Regions from separate parts of the Sus scrofa genome. Here regions 2 and 3 are each linked to region 1. The links are chromatin contacts, called in public Hi-C and HiChIP or PLAC-seq maps. All regions are on one chromosome and are shown on one strand. Each heading gives the region's core, a stretch centred on a gene start, on an enhancer-like site or on the middle of the called end of the contact. The rest is flanking DNA. Distances are from core to core; before and after follow the strand shown. Region 1 overlaps LOC110257572 (a long non-coding RNA gene). Region 2 has its middle 71 kb from the start of PODXL. Region 3 overlaps PODXL (podocalyxin).

Region 1 (3,105 bases), core at 288-2,787:
AGGGAGACGATGTGGATGCCCTTGTGACCTGGCCGTCCAACTGTGGAATGAAGCGGAGGGGTGGGGAGGTGTCACAGTGCGCACGCAGGGGAGGGGACCGCGGTCATTTAGGGCGTGGGGCTGGTGGGGGGAGTGGAGTGGGCTTCGAACAGGAAAGGGGCCTGAGAGAGATCCCCTGACAAGGTGGGGAGGGGCCTTCGCGTCCGCTTTGAATACAAAAACCTTGAGTACACAGCTTTCAGTTCCGTTTCTATACCCTAAGCGTGTAATTTTCTGCTAAAAGAATTTTACTCACGCCTTAAAATTTGAGACACTAGCTAGATGACAATTTTTAAAGTACGTACAAATGCAAGACAGCCAGAATTTTCAAGAATGCGAGGAAGTTAAACCAAGGCCCAGGCCTTTCTAGGGGAACATTCTGTGCAGCTCGGGGAGGGCTCGGGGCCCAGGAGCGCCATCCCCGGGAAAGGCCGGGGCGGGGGACACGCCAAGCACTTCTCCTTCCCCGCGCTGGTTCACCTGAAAGACGAAGGCAACACCGGTGATGAGGTGCACGAAACATGGTGATTTTTTTCTTCAAGTCATGCTAGAAGCTGGTCACGGGCTGGTCTTCCCGGCGGCACCGTCTCCCTGGACTGGGAGGCAGCTGGCATTTACTGTTACTGGGACTGAGGGACTCGCTTCTCGCTGGTAACAACAAAGCCATAGATGCAGCCCCAGCGCCTCCCGGAAGGCCCCTGCAGCCCTTGAGCTCTGACTGGCTCTTCCTCCTCAGGTAAGTGACCGTCTCTCGGCTCAGGAGGTTGTCCTTATACAGATACATCGTCCTCCCAGGGCTCCTGGAAGCGGCGGGCAGAGGGCCAGGAGGAGAGAGCTTCCTCCGCGGCTCTCATGGGTGCAGAGGTGGTGGGGCCAGAGGACACGGAGGCGCGTGGGCCCAGCGGGAACTCCTGGGGCCTGAGTCCTCTCCTCCAGGCTCCTGGAGGCTCCCTGCCGCCGCCAGGCAGGAAGGGTGAGTCACTGCTCCCGGCTCCACCCCTTTTGCTTCGCTCCCAAGAGGCACTTCCAAGCTTCTGGAGCATCTTCTAAAACAGCACATTGACTCAGTGCCCCAAGGAGCACAGCGTGTTCTCAGAACATTGCTCAATTCTGTCTCCTGCGGGAAGGAGTCGGCGTTTGTTTTATTAAGAACTAGCGTGAAATAGTTAGTTCTCATCTACAAAAGGAGAAAAGAAAAGTGGGGGGGAGTAGGTCGAGTCTCCCATTTTGGCGCACAGATAGAGACAGTGTTTTTCTTATTTCTGGGAGCCCAGGAGCTAATAAATTGGCCGCACTGACAAAGGAAGTTTGGGGAAAGCTGCCTATGACGAATAAATGACTGATTTGTTTCATTTTGTAAAAATGAGGCTCTCCTTTCTGACCCAAGTCATTTTCTAAGCATTCCTCAAAGGGCAGCGGCCTCTCCCGCTGGGAGGCCAAGGGCGCCCTGGAGCCTCTTCCCGGGCTTGGACAGGAGCCGTGCGGTCAGAGGCGGGCGGCCTGGCTCCCGCTGGCCCTCCTCCAGTTCCGTGACCTCTGGCCACCACCACCCAGGTTCGGTCTCTCCATCTCTGACACAAGCAGCTGTGTGTGACAGTTTCCCTTTTGCTCTAAAACAAGACGATTCTGAGATGCGACACCTCGGCTGAGGCTGGCTCTGCTTTGGCCCACATCTCGGGGGCCTGAGTCGTACACACGCCCGTGTGTGCAAAGCCGGCCCTGCCAAGAGAGAAACATTCCGGATCATTCAAAGCCATGAAGAATGTTGGCTCTGACTTCAGAAGGGCAGGATAAACAAATCCGTGCCCAGGCGGGCACTCGCTGACTGGCTGCCTCTGCCTTTTTAACTCATCAGGGCCTGAGAGCTTCCCTAAGGCCTTCTGACGCCAGGATGCGTCAACGCTGTCATGTCGGTCCCTTCCCCGGCTTTTTCACAGGCGCAGGCCGTCCTCAGGTGGGGGCAGAATGCTCACCAGTCTTTCACCGGGATTGACTTTTTTGTAACCTCTCCCCCAAATCAGGTCAGTTCTCCCTTCCCACATAGGTCAAAAAATAAAGAATAAAGCTACCCTCCTTTAAAAAAAAAAAAAAAAAAAAATCCTCTTTCCCCAAACCACACGCCCAAATGCAGTGAATCTAGAGATTCTTTGGACTGGAGTGGATTCTAAAGTCAATTGAACTTCCAATGCATTTCGATTTGGCCTCCTATTGATCTGAAACCACAAAGGTTGTAGGAGACAGGATATGGTTCTGGTCTCTGGTAGAATCCGCTTGAATTCTTCCCCGGAGAGAAAGTGGGAACCCTTCGACTGTCCAACCAGATTTCTGTGTGGCTCATGGAAAGTAAACAAACAACATAACAGAGAAAAACCCAACTTCCAAGTCACAGGCTCACAGCATCTTTGGGAACTAAGTAGTTGAGGTCCAGGGACTTGCTGAAAACCACCCCAGGACAGTGAGAGCACGCAGACACGCGGCGCTCAAGGCCATTTGCCCGAGAAGATGACTGGGTTTGGGCCCCCAGGGACACTTCTGCTGCAGAGAATTAACTGGGCGTGTAAAGGAACAAAGAATTCGGCTTTTTTTTTTCTTTTTTAATTAAAAAATTTCGTACTCAAAAAGCAAGAGACGTGATGCTATTTTCTCCCATTCTGAAATCTCACAGGGGCGAGGGCATGGGCAACCACATCTGTAGCATCTGCATTCGGGCAGCTGTCTGAGTAACTGTCACCAGACTTTTTAAGGTTTTACAGAAACTGAGTTGGGAGTATTTCCCAAGAGCCACTGCTCAGCAGTGAAAACGTGGAGAGCTTACTGTTCTGTCTTTTGGAAAATCTAATCAGCTAAAATGATGACTTGGTGGTCTGACTTGCTGTCTTTTGCTACTTGATAAAGGCCTTTTTTGCCAGGCAAGGAGAGAGAGTATGGTTAGCTTGTTTTTTCAGACTGAGGTCATCTCTATTCATTGGTGTAGTAAACAAGCCAGACTTAGGGGAAAAAAAACCACCCAAAAAACCCTCCTTTCAAAAGCAACACTATATTTCTATCTTCTCTGTGATGAATTAA
Region 2 (3,105 bases), core at 359-2,858, 660 kb after region 1:
TTTCTCTCCTATAATTTAGGAGCTTATGAGAGTGGGATTCAGTGCGATCACAGCTTTTGACCAGAATATGGAAATAAACTTCCTATTTCAAGGTCCTGACTAATTTGACTTTGAATTAACCAGAAGAGGGGATAGTGATGGTCAAGGAACCCGTGGGAAGTGGGGCTCCCCCAGCCAAAGTGGATGACGGTACGACGACCCCCAGGGCATGGGGTTTGGAGGTGCTGGAGGTTAAGCCAATGAGGGGGGGGAGCGGGGAGGCAGGGAGGTGCAAGGAGGGGCTGCGGCCATGGTCTCAGGTTCAGAAGCAGCTGCTGGAGGAAGATGAGCGTGTGGAGCTGGGCGGCCGAGCTGCTGTGGCTCTGGAAGCCCAGCTCTGAAGTAACACTCGCTCAGGGGTCCACTCCACATAGGCATTAGAGGGGGCTCCTGGGAAGGGCACATTCAACCTCGGGGCACAGGGACAGACCCTGGCGGCAAAACACCTTGCTCCTGTCTGAACTCAGAAGGCTGGAGAACCATTTGGGATGGGTGCCAGAAGGTGGAATGGGACCCAGGGCTGGGGGCCAATGGGAGAGGCCTAAGGACCGGAAGAATTGGGAAGAAGCCTGGAAGCAAGGGATGGGTGCTTTAACCTTGAGCTGCCTTTAGCCCACCACGAGGCCTGCCAGAGCCGGGCCTCCCGCTAGTCCTGGGGCATCAGGCCCATGACAGCTGTGTATTACTGAGCTGGGAGGAAGCCTGGGGACTGCTTCATTTGAGAGTTGGGAAAACTGGAGTTCCTGTCATGGTGCAGTGGAAACGAATCTGACCTTGCCTTGCTTGATCCCTGGCCTTGCTCAGTGGGTTAAGGATCTGGTGTTGCTGTGAGCTGTAGTGTAGGTCGCAGATACGGCTCAGATCTGGCGTTGCTGTGGCTGTGATATGGGCCGGTGGCAACAGCTCCGATTAGACCCTAGCCTAAGAACCTCCGTATGCTGTGGGTGTGGTCCTAAAAAGACACCCCCCCCAAAAAAAAAGAGTTGGGAAAATTGAGACTCAGGAAGAAATGAACATGTCAAGCTCACATAGTTGAGGATCCAGGGTTGCTGATCCCTGGGCTACTGCTCTTTCCACCAAATCGTTTTGTCTCAACAGGACCAGCCTACGGCAGCATTTCCTCATTAGCAGGCCATGATCTGCTCTGTGCCAGGAGTCAGGTACTCCAGGCAAGGGCAAGGCCTTTGTCTCTGGAAACCTGCCATTTGAATGAACATGTGGCCACCTGGCAGGAAGGGGTGGCAGGTCACTACTCTTTCCCAGAACAGAGAACTTCTGAAAGTTCAGTGTTTTAAGTTAAAGGAATGAATGTTTAAGGGTGAAATTTCAGGCTTAGGCCAATATGTGAGGGTGTTCTTTCTCCAGTGCCTGCAGGAAACTGCCCAGTCCTGGCCTTCCGTACTGATGCTGGTATAGGCGCTGATGCTGTTGTAGTGTAGCCCATCCATTCAGCCCTCATGCCTGATGTGGCCACATCTGCCTGGGCTGGGAACCAGATCAGGCTCAGTTGTATCTTAGATGGCAGAGAATGGAACACAGAGTAGATAGGAGGTGACGTGCCAGAGGCCTGGAAGTCCTGAGCCTCGGATGAACCTGCTGACGGCGATTTCTTTGCCATGGGCCCTGCGGGTTGCTCGGCACATCCACTCACAGGAGACCAGACAGATCCTCACTCCCCCAGAGCCGCCCTTATCACCCAGAGCAACACCAGAGCCGCTGAGAGCAGGTACCTGGAACCGCGGCCCCAGGTCACATTCTTTTCATAAGTGGAATAACGCAATTTCAACTTCCTTGTTAATTGACTGTCCTTCCCCCCTCCACCTCCGCCCCCGCCCCTTTGTAGGGCCCTGTTTATGGTTCTGATGAGGCGGGGCTCGCAGCGGGCTGACATGATGATGAAGGGCAAAGCCCCAGATCCCTCGCGAGCTCCCATGTGGGGGCTGCTGCCAGAGCTGCCTTGTATCCAGAACTCTGCTGTTTAGAGAAGCTGCAAGTGGACTTACGGGCTTCCCCGTTCCTGGTACAACTTGGGGAGTGATGTCAAAGGGTATTGGGAAGGAGCCCTGGAATTCCACGGCCCCTTTCCCCCAGCCTCCCTCTCTGGACTTACTCAAGCCAGGTGATGTGCTCTCTCGTGGAAGGAGATGCATGGGCCCCCCTAGAAGGGGGAACCATGGCCCCTGTATTCCACAGCCAAGCCCTGGGAGAGCCCAGAGTGTCTACTTGAATTAGGGGATGAAGATGATAACTTCAGCTACCTCTGCAGGCCGGCACTGGGGGTGGATGGGCCCCTCTGGATGAGCATGAGGGTCTGAGTCAGCACTGGCGTTGGCAGGAAACAGCTCCGACTCCAGGTCACCTCTCTGGCCCTGAAGGTGCAGGAAGTTGGATGGATGGATGGATGCTAAGAGTGGAAGATGAGGGGAAGATGGTGGCAAAAGAGCCTGGCTGCTGGCGAGGAACGCCAGCTCTGCCTGTGTGCCATCCTGTTTGACCTTCTCCTTTCAGGATCCAGTGATGGTCCTATCCTTCCCCCCTTCATTTATGAGGGTGACAGGTATCCTGTTAGCAGCCCCAGGGTATAGCCCCGTCTCTCCTGGTTCCTCTCTAACCTGCCCACACTTTTGTAAATAGATCCTTTATTCTGTTCCGTTCTGTTCTAGTGTAGTCTAGTGTAGTCTATTCTATTCTGTTGTGTTCTACTCTGTTCTACTCTAGTCTACTCTGTTCTATTCTGTTCTGCTCTGTTCTGTTCTGTTCTACTGTGTTCTATTCTATTTTGTTCTGTTCTATGCCAAGCCTATGGCCTGTGGAAGTTCCCAGGCCAAGGATTGAACCTGTGCCACAGCAGGTACCCAAGTCACTGCAGTAACGCTGGGTCCTTCTTAGTTCGCTGTGGCACGAGAGAACTCCCAGATCCTTTACGTAAAGACTCTCCTGCGGTTAGCCTAGGGCACAGTGGGTTCTTTGTTTCCTGCTGGGACACCGACGGATACAAATACAAGACTGAGATAGAGAATAATCAGTGGAGCGGAACTGAACCTGAGGCAGAGGGGTGGATGCTGT
Region 3 (3,105 bases), core at 306-2,805, 530 kb after region 1:
CTGCTTTGTGAATAAAATGAGTGATCTGCTGAACAATTGCAGTTGTAGAATTATGTTGTATGTAATGTACATATGGAGAAAGAATGTATTTTGTTCATTTTCTTAATAAAAAGTTATATATGGACGCTAAAAGATGTGCCTTGTGTTTGAAAAAACTGCTTTCGAAGTCACCTTTTTAAATGTTTGTATACTTTGCGATTGTCAATATTTTTCCCCAAAACAGGTGAGTTTTATTCAGACTTCCAAAGACAGAAAAAATATATGCTGTAGAAGAGCCTCGCTTTCATTGAGGCAGTTCTAAAACAAAGACGTTCTGGTGGCTCTTTCAAAGCGTCTAGGGGAAATTTCCATTTTTAAAGAATGCTGGTAAGTTATTTCCTCAAATGGTGGGTTTTTTAAAAATCTGCTGTCAGTGACCAGCAGATATTTTATCTGTATGGTAAATTTGGACGTGTGTTTCCCAGGTTTTCTTTAAGGGGGACATATTTGTACAGGTAGGAACTAGAAGAAAAACCTGAACTGAAATAGAAAACTGGAAAAGATAGTAAACAGACCTTGGAGGTGTTGAGAAATTGGGAAAGATTGGGAAAATTCTGGATCCCTGTTTCAGAAGAAGGGGAAAGATTTTAAGGGCTGAACTCTTAAAAAACAAAAATAAGACTCTTTACAAATCAATGTTTTTTCTTTATAAATCAAATAATCCATCGCACTGCATAGCTTTCATTTTTAGAGTGTGCTTTAAGCATGGCTCATAAGTAACATTTCTTTTGTTTTCAAAACAGGAAAACATGATATGCAGTGATAAGGTGAGGAATTGGCCTTTCCTGGGTTAATCCTCCGGAGGATGGAAATATGGGTCACCACTTCCTCTCCCTTGACGTATTTGTCATCTGGTGGGACGGTAGCGAATAAGCAAAGAGGGCTTTGTGTTTAACACAGTTGAGATGCCAACGACTCCCACGTCGAGTGTGGAAACCTACCGGAGACTTCCTTCTACCGGGCTCTCACCCGGGAAGAGCAAAGGCGGTGAGTTCTATCCTTTGCAGACCCATTCTAGTTATAAGGAAGAAAGAAAAGCCATACAAGTGGCCTGTCCACTGCTGTGCTGGTAAGTTTTGATGGTTGACAAAACCCAAGAGGGGAGATGGGACACTTGGTAATGTCTGCGGCACCTGCCCTCTGCACGTGGGCTGTGAGGATGGGTAGCCCAGGGCAGGGGTCAGGAACCCTGGGCTTACTTCTAGATCCACACGTGACTTCCGCGTAGCACTGGAAGTCTCAACTCCTTTCTCCACCTTTTAAATGTTGGCAGCTAGGAGTCTATTTGCTAGGATCCCACTAACTTTTTAATCTATGAAATGTCAAGGTTGTTGAAAAATAGCCATCTCTGTATTTATCACTACGTTACAGTAGCCAGTCCTACTCATTATTTACTCTGGTCCCCCTTGGGGTTCAAAAGAAACACATGGTTTGGAAGGGTTATGAGTGACAAGGGGACATGGCAAAACAATGCCTCTTGGTTGGCAGGGAGGGAGCAGGGTGAATGACCTATTCAGGAAGAGCACGGAGTCTCCGAGCTTTGTGGTCATGATAAGCTATGAATCATTCTCAGAACAGTGTGCCTCAAGCATGGCCAGAGGCCTGCCCGAGTTCCTGGTACTTGTACGTCTTTCTGTGTCCTTGGCACACTCTTGAAGTTAACCTCAAAATACCCCGAACCTGGCTCTGGTCCGCCCTTAAGGCTGTTAACTGCCTTTCTGAACTACAACATAAAAGGGAACTCATACTGTAGCAGTAGTTGCTTTCTAGAAACGCACTTCACCGTTATTGGAACCCAAGCCTTGCTGTGATATTGAGAAAATATAGGGCTGAGAGAGAAAAGATGTAGATTCGAGGCCTAGTGGTACCATTTAAATAGCTGTGTGACTGCAGAATCTCTTGTCTCTGTACCCAGTTTCCCTATGGGCAGAGTGGTGACAATTCAGTGATGACTACATGCGTAAAAATGTTTTGTAAATTATGTCAGGCAAATGGAAGAGATTGTTGCACAGCAACTATGAATATGGGCCAGATTCACCTCAGTTTCCCTTCTGCAAGATGGGAATGAGAAAAGTGTCCTCTTGCAGTGAAGACATAGGTAGATGACGCCACCCAGGAGATGAAAAGGGTCAGGATCACCTTGGACGTCTCCAGCTTAGGGACAGGCAGAGGCTTCTGAAAGATTCTTTTATGGGCAGAACAAGACCAGACCAGACTCGACTCCTTTGTTTTTTGTAGTTTTATTTGCCTTGCTTCTGCCAATGGTTTCAGACCTGGTCAGGGTTCCACAGCCCCCCTGGCATCTCTGGTGGCAGGCATGTCGCTCTCTTATCTGCGGCAGAAGTAGAGGGGGGAGGAAGGGGGTACAACAGTGCTATGAGGGAACTCGAGGCCCTTTCGGCTGGGATCGCCAGGGAGACCTGCCATCCCCTTCAGGGTGGCCCCCTTTCCTTTGAGCTTCGGTCCTTTTCTCTCTCACTCTCTGGAGTTAAGTGGGCGTGACTACGAGCAGAGGTGGCTGCTTGGGTGTCCCATGTCCTCAGGGGCTTCAGTGATAAGACTCGTGCACAAGTGAAGAATGGAAGCCAAGCAAGCAAACTACTAGGGCTTGAACCCGCTTACACGAAAGCACTTTAATTGACAGTATACAATTTCCCAAAATATACTTTCATAAGAAAATGGCAATAATTAAGAGTTTTTACAAACAAGTTTCTCAGTAAATTCCAGTGTACTTTAGACCCCTGTCCACTAAGACACACGCTCCCCCTGTCTGCCGGGCAAACTGTTTAACATTCACCAAGTTAAAAAAAGACCCACAGCAAACTGTAATCCCCTCCTTTCACTCAGTGTTGGGTTTTCACTAAACCCGAGTGAATCAGCTAATAACAAGGTTGAAACACACCACGCCTTTACTCTCCCCCCCTCTCCCTGGTCTGGTTCCCTTTGATCCTTAGTCCTACTGGTAGAAGCTCTTTATGTGAAAGCTCATTCAAAACTATTTCTTGGCAGAAAAGAATTGTTCTTAGACCTACACAGCTCAGAAGATGTACAGCAGATCACTAAGCT

Evidence for each region. Hi-C and Micro-C count contacts between places; a contact is called where the count stands out from the background. HiChIP or PLAC-seq counts read pairs in DNA pulled down with a chosen protein or histone mark.
Region 2: a Hi-C map of retroperitoneal adipose tissue shows a contact between it and region 1, with 2.0 times the contacts expected there. The contact joins two enhancer-like sites. A contact is called at or near these places in 6 of 47 Hi-C or Micro-C datasets (alveolar macrophages, embryonic fibroblasts, epiblast stem cells and 3 more).
Region 3: a contact with region 1 is called in an H3K27ac HiChIP or PLAC-seq map of skeletal muscle, with 8 times the contacts expected there. The contact joins two enhancer-like sites. A contact is called at or near these places in 7 of 47 Hi-C or Micro-C datasets (fetal heart ventricle, heart right ventricle, psoas muscle and 3 more) and 1 of 2 datasets of contacts at active chromatin or transcription factors (skeletal muscle).

What each region holds. Positions count from the first base shown.
Region 1 is chr18:18,028,248-18,031,352 of Sscrofa11.1, reverse strand. It overlaps LOC110257572 (a long non-coding RNA gene), which reads right to left. Exons shown (of 3, transcript XR_002340372.1): 2 at 520-3,105. Among named protein-coding and RNA genes, the nearest start is that of MIR29B-1, 9.8 kb to the left of the region's middle. Within about 2 kb of position 1,537, at least 37 of the 83 cell types and tissues checked have an H3K27ac peak or open chromatin away from gene starts, as enhancers often do. A contact at or near this core is called in mesenteric adipose tissue, retroperitoneal adipose tissue and skeletal muscle, where this site is marked.
Region 2 is chr18:17,372,239-17,375,343 of Sscrofa11.1, reverse strand. No RefSeq gene overlaps it. Among named protein-coding and RNA genes, the nearest start is that of PODXL, 71 kb to the left of the region's middle. Within about 2 kb of position 1,608, at least 4 of the 83 cell types and tissues checked have an H3K27ac peak or open chromatin away from gene starts, as enhancers often do. A contact at or near this core is called in mesenteric adipose tissue and retroperitoneal adipose tissue, where this site is marked.
Region 3 is chr18:17,494,046-17,497,150 of Sscrofa11.1, reverse strand. PODXL (podocalyxin) reads right to left here. Exons shown (of 8, transcript XM_003134669.5): 8 at 2,644-3,105. MKLN1 (muskelin) reads left to right here. Exons shown (of 19, transcript XM_021078931.1): 19 at 1-3,105. Among named protein-coding and RNA genes, the nearest start is that of PODXL, 51 kb to the right of the region's middle. Within about 2 kb of position 1,555, at least 19 of the 83 cell types and tissues checked have an H3K27ac peak or open chromatin away from gene starts, as enhancers often do. A contact at or near this core is called in retroperitoneal adipose tissue and skeletal muscle, where this site is marked.